Linked DNA regions of Arachis hypogaea: region 1 is linked to region 2. Evidence: chromatin contacts called from public Hi-C data. All regions are on one chromosome and are shown on one strand. Each heading gives the region's core, a stretch centred on a gene start, on an enhancer-like site or on the middle of the called end of the contact. The rest is flanking DNA. Distances are from core to core; before and after follow the strand shown. Region 1 has its middle 35 kb from the start of LOC112727855. Region 2 holds the start of LOC112727855.

Region 1 (6,859 bases), core at 2,868-5,367, 35 kb after region 2:
GTAAGGTGTGTAAGTGCTAACACATTCTAATTTTCTTATTTTTTTTTTCCTGGTTTAGACCTATATGATTTTTTACATTTTTTTAATTTACATAAAATGTTTTAAACTTTATAAATTTTTCTATTATTATTATTATTATTATTATTATTATTATTATTATTATTATTATTATTATTATTATTATTATTATGTTTTAATGAGCAGTAATTATTTTTTAATTTTGGTTAACGAGTACATATTAATTAAAGGAATGTTTATCATGTGTTAGTGGGTCAGGGAATAAAATGGGAGAATAAGGGAGAAAATTAGTGGCAAAATTGGGATTTTGGCCTTCCGTTGATATCCTCTATTTATTGGTCTTTATTATGACCACTTATGGTTGATTTCTTCCCTCGTTCAATCACTATTCATTAGACGGTACAGAAAAGCTTTAACATTGAAGGAAAAGAAGGTTGAGGAAGGGCGTTTTGGTTTGTTTGGCGTGGGAGATAGGCAGTATCCCAGGTATTGATATGAAAATTTCCTTTTCTTTAATTTGTCTTGTGTTGGTGAGTGGGGTGTGGTGAGGATTAACAGTGAATGGATAATTTTCTTGCGATTATTCTAAAAATTTTCAGCTTCCATCATGCCTTTCAATGCAACTGTTGTCTTCCCCACATGCTTTACCTTTTCGGGCTTCGATTATGAGAACATTACATTGTTCATCAGCTTCTAGCCCTCTACAACAACAACATAACACAGAAGTCCGGAACTTGTAATAAAAATTTCCAATAACCACGGTTTGCCTATTAAGCCCATTTGAAAAAAAAAATAAACAAAACAATCTTCATTAAAATCATGTAGTTATCTTATAATCCTCATTATAACTGAAAAGGAGTTCCGTCACTTTCTTTTTGACATGCAGCCCATCCTGACATGTACACGGGTCACTACCTGAAAAACACAGCTCATAATCTATATGTATGAATGTTTCATATAATTCATACTAGAGACTTTCCCTTCCTAGATATACACATCTATTTTGTCTCTTCTTTTTTCTTTTTTGATTTTTTCAATTTTTCACTTTTATGATCACACTTTATCAAAAAACTTTTGTTAATAAAAAATCAATTCCTAATACTCATACCTTGATAATTTACTCAAACGGTTGGGGGTACTTATACGAAGTAGCAACCTTTCCGATCTCTCAAGTCCCAGCATAATTCTTCTGAATTCTACTAATGTTATTTCAAAGCCTCTTGCTTTTTGTTTTTTTCACCTAATCTTTGAAGTCTTGTCATCATAACTATTCACCTCCCCCCCCCCCCCTTTTTTTTTAACCCCTAACCCGTGTATACATAACTAACATGTTACGTAAAAATTGAATTTTAAAGAAATGGGTAGGTAGGCATATGGATCGGAGTGTTTCATGATGATGGGATGTGGAGAAGGGTGTTGCCGAGATTCGGAGGGCCGATTAGATATGTTGGATAATGTAATTAGAAGGGGTCCAAAGTCAGTGTGGAAGCCACCATTTTGAGAGAGTTAGATGTGATGATAGAGGTGGTGCTGAAGAAGCATTGGGAAGATGAAACAAAGAAGGGTATAGTGGTAATTGTAGAGGAAGATTTAAATGAATGGAGAGAAGAAATTTTAAATTTGGAAGAAAAACTTATGCATTGGACTGATTGGAAGGAGTTAAAAGGAGGTGTTGATTTGGTGGAATCTTCAAATTTAAATGATGATGTGTTGCGAGAATTGGACCAGTCAATAAATTGATAAAGTCATTGGTTCAATAATTTATTGGTTCGATCGGAGTTCAACTGAAATTTAATCAATTTAATTAAATATTAAATAAAATTATTAAAAAATTTATATATAATTTTAAATATATAAATTAAACAATTTTTAACCTATATATATAACTGGGGTTCTAAATTAATTTTTTGGAATTCTTGAACCACATTGTCTTGTGGTTGTTGATCACTTTATGATTGTTCCATCTTTAATATACAACAAAAAAATAACAAAATTAACTCAGCAAAAAAATTTGACAGAATCATTCAGTAACTCACAACTTAGACATTCCATAAACTACTAAATAAACAACAGTAAAACCAACAAAAATAAGCAATTTACAACTCAGCTAATCAATAACTCAATTTCAAACAACAACAAAATAATTCCAAACAACAGTAACTAATAACTATCTAGTAATCTATTAAAAAATATTTTTTTCTCTTCATCATGGCATGTACCTATTATTAGATGTCTTAAATATTTAAATAATATTACTTTATATGCTATAATTTTTGAATGATTATTGTTTACATATTGATGAGATTTTTTTTTGTTCTTTATTAAGCTTCTATATCTGCCTTGGTTATGAATGGAATAAAGTAAAACCATTAAACTCAGACATTCAGTAACTCACAACTCACAATCTAGCTAATCAGCAACTCAATTTCAAACAACAGCAAAAATAATTCCAAACAACAGTAAAACCACTAAACTCAGACATTCAGGGACTCACAACTCACAAACCAGCTAATCAATTTCAAATTTCAAATTCTTTGTGGGTGGCTAGGGTTCTTTGTTCTTTCAATTTCAAATTTTCTTCAGTTTCAGAGAGGAGAGGGGTGGGAATATGATTGGGTTTCAGCTTCAATTTCAAAATCCAAGTATTATCAAAATCTAAGGCACAGTGCTTACCAGCGGCGAGGAGGAAGGGGAGTGACAGCGATGACAGAGGAGACGACGATGATAGAAGAGAACGGCAAGGCGATTAGAGACGACGACGGAGTACACCTTCATGCAGGGACGCCAACAGCTCCAAGAAGGCATTCGTGCAACGTCGAGGAAAAGAGGATCGAGGAGAAGCGAGCAACCTTCCACAGGCGACCCCGCCGGCGGCGATAACTCCCGGAAGAGAAAAGTTTAGCGATAGGATGGTGGCTGGGCTGGGTTTGTTAGAGATTAGGGTTGGGTTGCGCAGTGTGTGAGAGAGAGAGAGAGATAGAGAGAGGGAGGGGCGGGGCAGGTACCGATAATTGTGAATATTTTTATTTATATACATATAGATCACTGAACCGGGAAAAACTAGGTCGGTTCCGGGGTTCACCAGTTAACCGTCGATTCGTCCGATTCTTGAGCCGATTTTTTTCTTTTGCAAAATGGTTTTCACATCAATCAAACTGGATAGATGAGCGGTTTCTAGTTAACCCAATCGAACCAGTTGGTCCAGTTCAATTTTCAGAACATTGGTTTTAGATCGTACAATATCATGGTGCTATAATAATAATAATAATAATAATAATAATAATAATAATAATAATAATAATAATAATAAAAGTTCTGAAAATTGGACTGGATCGACCGGTCAAACCGGTCTAACTGCGAATCGGTAGCTTTGGTAGGTCAGTTTACTAATAGAAATTGCTATTTTAAGAATCGGATAAGAATCGTTGAATCGGCCGAGAACCAGCCAGTCGGATTGGACTGGAATCCGGCTAGTTTATAAGAAACAACGTCGTTTCCTTTGTTGAAAGAAAAAAAGGGATTGCATGCGTTGTCCCTGTAACAGCTCAGACCACCCGCTAGCACGATATTGTCCGCTTTGGCACACAAGGCCTCACAGTTTTGTCTTTGACGATATGGATGATAGCCGAAGCCCCCCACACTCATTGGTCAAAACGCGTTATGCTAGGGAGAGGTATCCACACCCTTATAAGGCATGCTTCGTTCCCCTTCCCAACCGATGTGGGACCTTACAATCCACCCCCCTAAGGGAGCCCAGCGCCCTCGCTGGCAAATCAATCCGGGCTCCGGCTCTGATACCATCTGTAACAGCCCAGACCATCCGCTAGCACGATATTGTCCGCTTTGGCACACAAGGCCTCACGGTTTTGCCTTTGACGATAGGGATGATAGCCGAAGCCCCCCACACTCACTCGTCCAAAATGCATCATGCTAGGGAGAGGTATCCACACCCTTATAAGGCATGCTTCGTTCCCCTCCCCAACCGATGTGAGACCTTACAGTCCCCCTGCCCCTCCAACTCCTTCCTTTAGCAAACTGCCCCTAGCCTGTTCTACCAAAGAAAGCAAACCCTAGCCTCCACAACTCACTATCGTTGTCTGTCAGAGTGAGTGGCTGTTGCTGCCGTCTGTCACACTCAAGAACTTCCATCTTCGTGCTATCGAGCCTCTTGCTGGATCCTCCGCATCATGTGCTCGCGTCTCACCTCTCTTCTCTATGCTCGGCTGCTTGTGCCTCCCTCCACCAGTGAGTGCTCGAGCTGTGCATGTTGGTTGCTGCTCGTCATCCGTGGTTATGTCTGCTCGATTTTGCCTCTTAGTCTCACTCGATTCTCGTCTTAGTCGCACTGCTGGCATCTCATGGTTCGTCTATCTCGTCGCCAGCGTCAAAAGCAACTCGTGGGGTTGTCTCTTGCCTTGTCACCTTCCACGGGGTGGTCGCAGACTCGCCGTCAACCATTGGTGAGTCCCTGCACCATCACTTTCCCTGTTCTCTCTTTTCTAGATTTTCCTTCTCCCTATATTTTTGCATGTTACTGAATTTCTAATCAATAAATTTTCCTTGTTGCTAATCTAAATGTAGCTAATAATTGTGACTGAACTAGGACTTGTTAAATTTGTTGCTGTAACTGGAATTTGTTGCTTTCTAGTCGCAAAATCAGAACAGAGCCACTCTAGTTCCAGGGAGTTTAGACACAGCAGCGGCTGGTCACTACCACTGCATCCTGCTCTCCTGAATTCTTGCTCTATTCTTCGATTTAGGTTCTCATATCACCTTTTCTTTTCTATTTTAGTTAATTTAGGATTAGTTATATGTTGATTCTAGTGTTAATTTGATTTGGTTAGGATTATTTGCTGCTGTTAGTTGAGTTTATGTTAGAATGAAGATTTTCTAAATAGAATTAGTGTTAGTTTATATATAGTTAAATATGCTATTAAGAGCTTCTTGAGTTTGAATTTCAAATTATTTGGATTGATTAACTGATACTTTGCTGAGTCACTGTAAAATGCTGCTGATTTTTTATGTCATTGATGTTGAATTTTGAATTGGTGTTGCAAAGAATGCTCGTTAGTGTTATTTTGTGTTATTTATGCTTTTGCACGCCAAGTGTTTGACAATATGCTTCAAAGAGTTTTAATGAAAGTTTTAGCTCAATCTTTGAAAATCAATGCTTGTTTGTACATGATTATTGTTATTATGCATTGATGATTGAGTATGATATGTTTCTTATTGACCAAAATTTTTTTAAAAGTTGTGAATGATTGAAGTTCCTTTGTCTAATAGTACAAGATTAATGAAATTAGACCTATGTAATCCAATTATGTCAATTTTGTATGCTTATTTAGTTTTGGATAATATTGGAAATGAATTTCAATTATTGAAACTAATCTTGTGGTATTGTTTAAAGGAAATGCATAGTTCATCTCGCTTATCCCTTTATATATGTTAATTGATAGAGTAAATATTCAAATTGGTTTAAGACATGTAGGATACCAAATCAATTACTTCCAAGATTTTTAATATTGAGTTATTTTTTTTAGAACAAAATAATCATCAATTTAAGGACCAACTGGTATTTAAATATAGATTAGACTGAAGGACTGAACTGGCACCATTTTAAATAGAGAGACCAAATTGATGTATAAAATGTTTAGAGTGTAAAGGACTAACTTGATGGTGCTAAAATCTTTGGAGAACTAAATTGAGCTTTAACTTTCATTTTATATATGTTTCATTTCATATCATTTCATATGCAAATCTGCAGCAAATTTTTTCATATTTTGATGATTGATGACACTTTTATGTTGGCATTTCATATTTGAATTTAAGTTTATAGTTTTCATGTATTGAATTTAAGTTTATAGATCTTAAGACTTTGGTTGATGACTTTTCATGTATTGTTTTAAATTTAAAAGATATTTAAAAATTTATATTAGACTATAATTATGTTTTAGAGTGTTTATTTATAATTTTATTATAGAACAAATTTTTTGGTTAGACTACAGTTGGACCGATTGGATTAGTAAACCAGTGAACCAATGACTAGAGCAGTTCGATGACCAGTCCGATTTTCAGAACCTTGATAATAATAGGAGTAATGTAAATCAATATATGTTAAATAGCAATAATGATGATATGAAGCCAACAAGCTATAGCTCAAATGGCATAGTCTCTCCATCCTCACTTAAAGGTCTTGGGTTCCAATCTCACTCTTAACTTTAGAAAAAAAATGATGATAGGAGTGTAAGGGAGGATTCTAGGCTCAATGTGTTATGTCAATTGAATTAAAGGTGAGTAGTATGAGTTTGGGCCAAACAAAAGGAGGTCAAAAGAGGGATGGGCTGGTTGGAACTTCTAAAATCCAAGTTGAAGTAGGACCACGTGATTTTGTGATGGGTCGGGTTCATGCGGTGGCTGAATGTCAAATTGACGTAGTTGCAAACAAATGCAAGAAGGTGTAGAATAAAGTCAACGAAGGTGATGTTGAATGCGCAGGTTCGATGACGAAGCGATCCACTGTGCTAATAAGGGCAGTCCCGATGATGATGGATGTACGAGAATAACAAAGAGGAAGGGCGTAACTCATGGAGTAAGGAGTGACGCTAAAGATCGAGGTGAACGTGCGATGCCATTGAACAGTGTCGATGGTCATGGGTGTGATGTTTTTATGAAAAAAGATAAGATGGAGTCTCGAAGAGCAAGAAAAGAGGAACTAGATGGCACTAGAGTGGAGTCTTCCATAGATATTGACAGTGGTCAAGAATGTTCGGAGAATTTGATGATGAGAGTGGACGTCGGAATGAGAGTGAAGCCGTTGTAAAGGAATGAGTATGAGAATGAA
Region 2 (6,480 bases), core at 2,656-5,155:
GGGGTTGGGACATTGGTTGCAAACTGCTTGTCCTCTCTAACCAGAAGCAGCAAAGTTCAGACGTTCCGAAATTTCCAAAACCTTTCCATGACCGTTTTCAACTTTATGCCGAGGTACAGCTTCCACACTTCTTATATATGTCAATTTAGTTATTGTCACACTAATTAAAAAGAAAAAAGGCGTAAAATCAAGAATTGATTACAAAACTGCTGGTCAACATTCTCTTATTTAGTAACAAATTTAGAGTGTAGATGTTTCATTGTTTATTGTACTTGGAATGTGCGGAGACTGGGGAATAAAGATATAACTTTTTAAATAAATGGCACTTTGAAATCCAAGGATGATATATGTATATATTTCAAAGTGAACCAAGAAAATTTTTCTATATTATGATCTGGATTGTTGTACTAGATAACAATTTCTCATAGCATACCTGTCATAACTCTCAGGAAGGAGATAAGCAAGACACACCCATTTTCGCCTTGTCACCGTTGAAGGATGGATTCTACTCGGTTGAGTTCCATTCATCAGTCACTTATTTACAGGCATTCTTCATCGCTGTCGCCGTTTTGAGCTGCCAGAAATTTCCAAGCTTTTTGGAAATGGGTAGCATGCTTGAAGATAACCTTAAGGAACCTAGTTCCAAGAACAACAACAGGCCTCAAGGAAAAGCACCCTTAAAGTACACTCCAATTCCACCACTCTCTCCTGTAGGAAGAGTTTGATTTGATGAGGGTTTTTTCTTTTTTTATTTATCTATTTTTTCTCCCGGTTTATAGTTAGCTTTTAATGATCTACAAGTAGCTGAGAAGAGTAGCAATTTAATGCACTTAAACACATTTCTCTAGCCCCTCCAAACTTTTTTCTTTCCACCCTTTTCATACATGCAATCTGGTATAGCATTAGTCCTTTCACCAGAGAACATGTTGTTGCAGATATGGTTATGCTCATTGTGCTCTTTTTATTCATTGTACAAAAGAAACCGCTGCAACATCAGCATCTTTGTACAAAGCAAACCTTCAATAAATGAAACCAGTAGGGTTTATCCTCTGCAGTATGAACTACAAAAGCAGTCTTATATGCTTGGAAGTGAAATTGTCCGGGGAAGTTTTATGTATTTGATGTATAAATCAACATATAAATTCACTTATGAAAATTTTAATCACATTTTTAGCCCCCAAATAAACATACCCTCAGTCAGATATTCTACTGCCATGAGTGAGGATAAATCAAAGTAAGAAGTATTTGTTGAATCACAAATTATGTTGATTTTTTGCATAAGGTGGTTCATTTCATTTCATTCCATTCATGATATGCAATGAGAGCAATATAAGTTTATAACCCGCAACGTAAAATTGTATCTCAAATTTGCAGAAATACGTCAGAGAAATATTCTGCGACAATGAAACTTATAACATGAGGTGTAAGAGCTTATAAATAAAGCAAATACTTATCATACATTATTATTTATTTGTTTAACTCCATCCTATGCATGAACATTATTTGTATTAAAGACTAGGGACAACTTAACAAATTTATTTGTATTTGAGCAGTGAAGTTATAAAACTTATAATCGACATTTTGGAGATGGTTGAAGACTTGAAGCTTTCAGCACAACCCAAAACAGAAATTGATAGAGTCATAGAAAATTAGAAAGTGTGATGTTAACTATATATGAAGGGAACAAAGGCAACTTCATATCTACATCCAAGTATTCATTCATAAGTCTATTGGGGAAGCATGATGGATACAAATATACCACTGGCCATCAATCTTCTCGAACACATTGGTTACAAATTGCCCTCCCCATCTTCCTCCTTTTGTCTTGACAAATTCCATGCAAGTAACATACCCCATATCCCCTCTAGCATGAACCTTGATGTCTTCTAGCCTAATTTCTAGTGGAAATTCATAGTTTGCCCAAACCAAATTCCAGCTCTCAATAACATCATCATAACCAGATATCCCTTTTAAACCAGGGTGAACACAGCACACCTCGTCTTTCTTCGACCACAGGGCTTGCATTGCTGCCAGGTCCCCATTTCTGAACGACTCATAAAACCGGCTGTTTATGCCGAATATTGTTGTCTTGCTATCTTTTTGGAGATTTTTGAGCGTATCCCTTATTTTTGCTGCTTTAGCATAGTTCTCTTCCGCAATGGCATTCCGTAACTCCTCCTCCAAAGTCTGTTCATCCAATGCGATGTTCTCACTACTCAAGATGCTCTCTGAGTCTTCACTTTTGACTCTTTGTTGCCTCCCTGATAGAAAACACAGGCACATATTAATGCGTAACTACAATCTGCAAAACAAGGACTAAAGAAACTTGGGGTTGTAGACACAGAAATCTGAACTCAATCAAAGTCAAGATATAACCAAAAAGACACTAGTCAACAACATAGAGACTACGCACTAATCATGATATTATCCAAAAAAAAAATGTCCCACCAATTCTCATTTTCACTTTTAAAAAAAGTTTTATGTAGATATACAATCATTTGTTGCCACTTCACCACCTAAAAGGTCTTATAAACGCTAATTGGATAATTGCGTAAAACCCTTTTTTAGGTCATATAAACGCTAATTAGATGATTGCGTAAAACTCTTCTAAACTATCAATGCATAAGCAATAAATTCTTAACTATAAGGTTTCAAGCAAAGATACTTACTGTATCCTTGCTTTTGCAAGTTTGGCCATTGAGTGGCAGGCAGAAGACACAGTTGGTCACTTCTTCCAAAACTTTTGCCAAAAACTAATCTAACTGGATTAGAGGAAGGAAGAGAAACATAATGAAGCTTCTGAAAGTTATTGATGAATGAACCCGGTAAGAAATTAAATTCCTTGATTGTATTAGAAGAAAGACCCTGCATACAAAATTACAAATCAAGCGTTATGAAACAAGAATTTTTTTTTTCTTAAAATTGAAAAAGATGACAAAATTATAATAATTTCAGGGGATGAGGGGAAAATGTGACTTTATGCTCAATCCACAGCAACTTATCATTCAAATTTTCTTCAACAATATTCACAGAAGGCCCTCTTAATTTAAAAAGGTCAAATGGCCCATATCATTGAAGATGCTTAAATTTTGCCAAAAGTTCCTGTTCATTCAGTTTAATTTAGGGTTTAGGGCCTAAACCCTAAGCAGTTTAATTCAATCTTCAATCAATCATGAAAATTCAATTTAATGTTCAATTCATCGCTACTGATCTTATCTGTTAAAATTCATCTGGAAACTTACATGTTACATCATAGAACCTCTCAATTCTATATATATTTTCGGAAATTTTGATATAAGTGAAAAAAGAAAAATGGTAGCTCACATTGATGAATATGGTTCCATGAAGCGCCATAGTTGGAAAATGCTGGTTCCAGAACTACAGCTGCAAGAAGAAAGCAAAACCTGAGTACTTGAAATCACAAGGAAGGTACGAAATATAAGATCAACAATCAAGTACATGTCACATGGTTTCTTCTACTGAATCAATACATGTTCACATATCAAGAAATGGGCATGCTACATGGAATATTGTTGAAGCACCAAAATGAGTATTCAAGAACAACAAAGGGGGAAACTTTAAGCCATTGGGTTTCAGATATTCAAAGCACTGATTCATTAAAGAAAGAAAAGAAAAAGGATCTAGTAGAATGATAACATAGTAGGAATAAGAAACAAAGAGAAAGTAAGAGCAAACATGTGAAGAAGAAGTTGAAAGAGAGAAGAGAGCAAGAAACCTTGGAGAGTAGAAAGGGCGAATGGAAATGGAAGAACAGAGATCAAAGGAGACTAGGCGCGCTGGTGAAGAAGGTGAGGTGCCAATCGTTGATTGAACGAAACAAAAGCCAGAAATATGAAAGAGGTAAGATTGTAAGAATGAAGGAAACGGTGCCGTTTATTTCAGCAAAACCCTAAGATAGGATCTATTTTATTTTTCTCAAATGAAAGATTAAAAAAAATAAAAATAAATTATGCAAACGATGTACTGTTAAAAATTTATTAAATTACAATGTATTTTAATTAAACATAAGAAAATTTAAATGCTATAATTAAATTCTTTTTAATTTAAAAATATTTTGTGCGGTTGAAATAATTATATTAATTATATTTTAAAAATATTTTAGTGTTCGATTATTTTTTTATAAAATATATAATTAATTTTATCATTTAAGTTAAATTATTTTATTAATTCTCATATTTTTCTTAAAATTTATAACTAGGTCCATGCATTCTAAAAATTTTTAGATAGGTCTGTGAATTTGTAAAAAATTTTTAAAAAAAATCTATATTGTTCAAAAAGTATCAACTATTTTTTTTAAATATTGAGTTCAGTTAGGTGTTATCTTCCAAAATGATATATTGTACTAAATTGTGGGGTACCGCAATAATTCTTTTAAATTCTAAAATAACAAAACGATAACGCTGTTTTTTATTTTCAAAATTTAAAAAAATAAAAAACAAAACGGCAATGTTATTTTCTATTTTAATTTAAAAATATATAAAAACAAAATTGGATTGCCTTTATACTTTAATAATTGGGTAAAACACTCAAATGAAAAAACATTACATGCATGTCTCTATGCATATAACTATATAAATCGAATGAGCGCATGTCGATTTAGTATGTTTGAATGTAAATCGATACAAGCAGCTTCGATTTACCAGGGGAGCACATGGTTTTGAGCTTACCCATAGTAAATCGATACAGACATTGTCGATTTAGCCTATGATCAGTCATAGTAAATTGAAACAAAGCAGTTCGATTTATATATAACGTGGTTCCAATGTAAATCTATGCCCCTAATTTGATTTACATGCATACCTTCTATATATCGAATTTGAATTACATTTCACTACTATTCTGAAGACTACCTAAAACGTTGGTTTGGGTCTGAACGTGAGGTCTAGATCTCTTTGTGTGGCAGCGTCCGACTTGATATGCGGATGTGCCGTCTGTCCGAGTTCCTCGTGAGGAGGTGGGAGGTGGTACCTGTAAGAGACTCCAATGGTTAAGTTAGCAAGGGCTTTGAACAGGTTTTTAGTAGATTAGAACATGAGTTATACTTGGGGGTGCCAGTGTATTTATAGTAGAGTAGATAACCACCTTTATTGGAGTATATCTATCTTTTTTTATAGGTAAGCGTTCCCTTTATCTTGGGAGTTTGTTGGGATCTACCTTTTAGAAGTAGAAGTAGTTGGAGAGATTTAAGGAGGCAGTTACTTGTTTAATCAAGCAGGACTGGACCTTTGTGTTTTTGTCCGACCTCTTTAAAGAGGTCGGGTTTATGGTGAGGTCCACCTTTATTGGTGGGTCTTTTATCTTTATTGGGCCTGGCTTTTATCTATTTGGGCCAGAGTATGAACAGTGCCCTTGCTTAACTCCGTTCCTTTGTAGAGGTCGGGATCGAGCATTTTGCGACTTCTGTTGTGGACGTCGGGCCTAGTTTGTCGGGGATGTCCGATTTATTTGAATTTTTTAAACGTTGAGGCTTTTACTGTTGAGCGAACGTTTGCGCGGCAATTGTTCCTTGGGTTCCGTGCACGTTTTAATGAGGAGTAAAGGAGTTATTTGGAGCTGTTTTGGCTTCATTGTTTCTTATAAAGAGTCTTCATCAGTTCCTCTTTTCCCCCTTTCTCTGTTTTCTAAAAGAACCGCTTTGTTTTTCCTGTGCCTGTGTGATTCATCCACTTCTGTTTTGCTTTCAAGATTTTCTTTCGTGGACTTCTGTGGCATTTCCGCTTTTGTCGTTTTGAAGAGAGGAACGTTCGTGGCACTTGCTGTTTAGACATGCTTTTCCCTTTTCGCAATCTTCTTCAAGGTTGGTTTCGTCTTCTCTTTTCTCTTGAATTCTTATTTTGCTTGGGTTTGGTTTTCTTCTTCTGAGCTTTCTCCTTTTGCTGTTGTAGCCTCCTTTCCTTTAAGGGAAGTTTTTGCTTTTTGCGCTGTTTGAGTGAAATATGTTTCTTAGAAAAGATTTTTAAAAGGCTCTTTTTTCGAGCTTTCTTTTGTGTATGGCTGTGGCTGTAATTCTGTTGATATATGTATTGCGTTGCCTCAAATGGTGTTGCTTCGATGCGAGGACATTGTATGGGAGAAACGCCATTTAACTGTTTGAAATAAGCCTTTTGAAAGAAGTAGTTTCTTTTTTAATTTTCCCTGTTTGTCCGACCTTTTTTGTACGAGTTCCGACTTCTTGTAGTAATGGTCTTCTTTACTTTTTGTTTGTAGGTGTAGCGTTTATGTCTCGCAAAGTTATCTTGAACATGTCAACTAAGATTCCCCCTGCTCTTTGGGTTTAGGTAGATAGAATTTTTTTAGCTTGTGTCTCGGTAATCGATAAAGAGTACTGTGATACGTTTCGTAGACACCATAGTATTTGTTAGAATAAGGAGGATGAGAGGAGCTATGTTTTAGAACCACCCGATCCTATAGTTGAGTCCGAATACCCTTTCTTTTACGCATATAATTGCTTTTTCACTA

The links. A called contact is a pair of places that touch in the nucleus more often than the background predicts.
Region 1: a Hi-C map of leaf shows a contact between it and region 2, with 1.9 times the contacts expected there. The contact joins the enhancer-like site here to the promoter of LOC112727855 in region 2. A contact is called at or near these places in 2 of 8 Hi-C or Micro-C datasets (both in leaf).

Annotation. Positions count from the first base shown.
Region 1 is chr12:99,774,919-99,781,777 of arahy.Tifrunner.gnm2.J5K5, forward strand. No RefSeq gene overlaps it. Among protein-coding and RNA genes, the nearest start is that of LOC112727855, 35 kb to the left of the region's middle. Within about 2 kb of position 4,118, at least 1 of the 3 cell types and tissues checked has open chromatin away from gene starts, as enhancers often do.
Region 2 is chr12:99,739,658-99,746,137 of arahy.Tifrunner.gnm2.J5K5, forward strand. LOC112727855 reads right to left here and starts at 3,906. Exons shown (of 4, transcript XM_025777777.3): 1 at 3,737-3,906; 2 at 3,325-3,384; 3 at 2,670-2,865; 4 at 1,527-2,261. The coding sequence starts at 3,354. The coding sequence ends at 1,720. It overlaps LOC112727854, which reads left to right. Exons shown (of 3, transcript XM_025777775.3): 2 at 1-113; 3 at 450-1,069. The coding sequence ends at 725.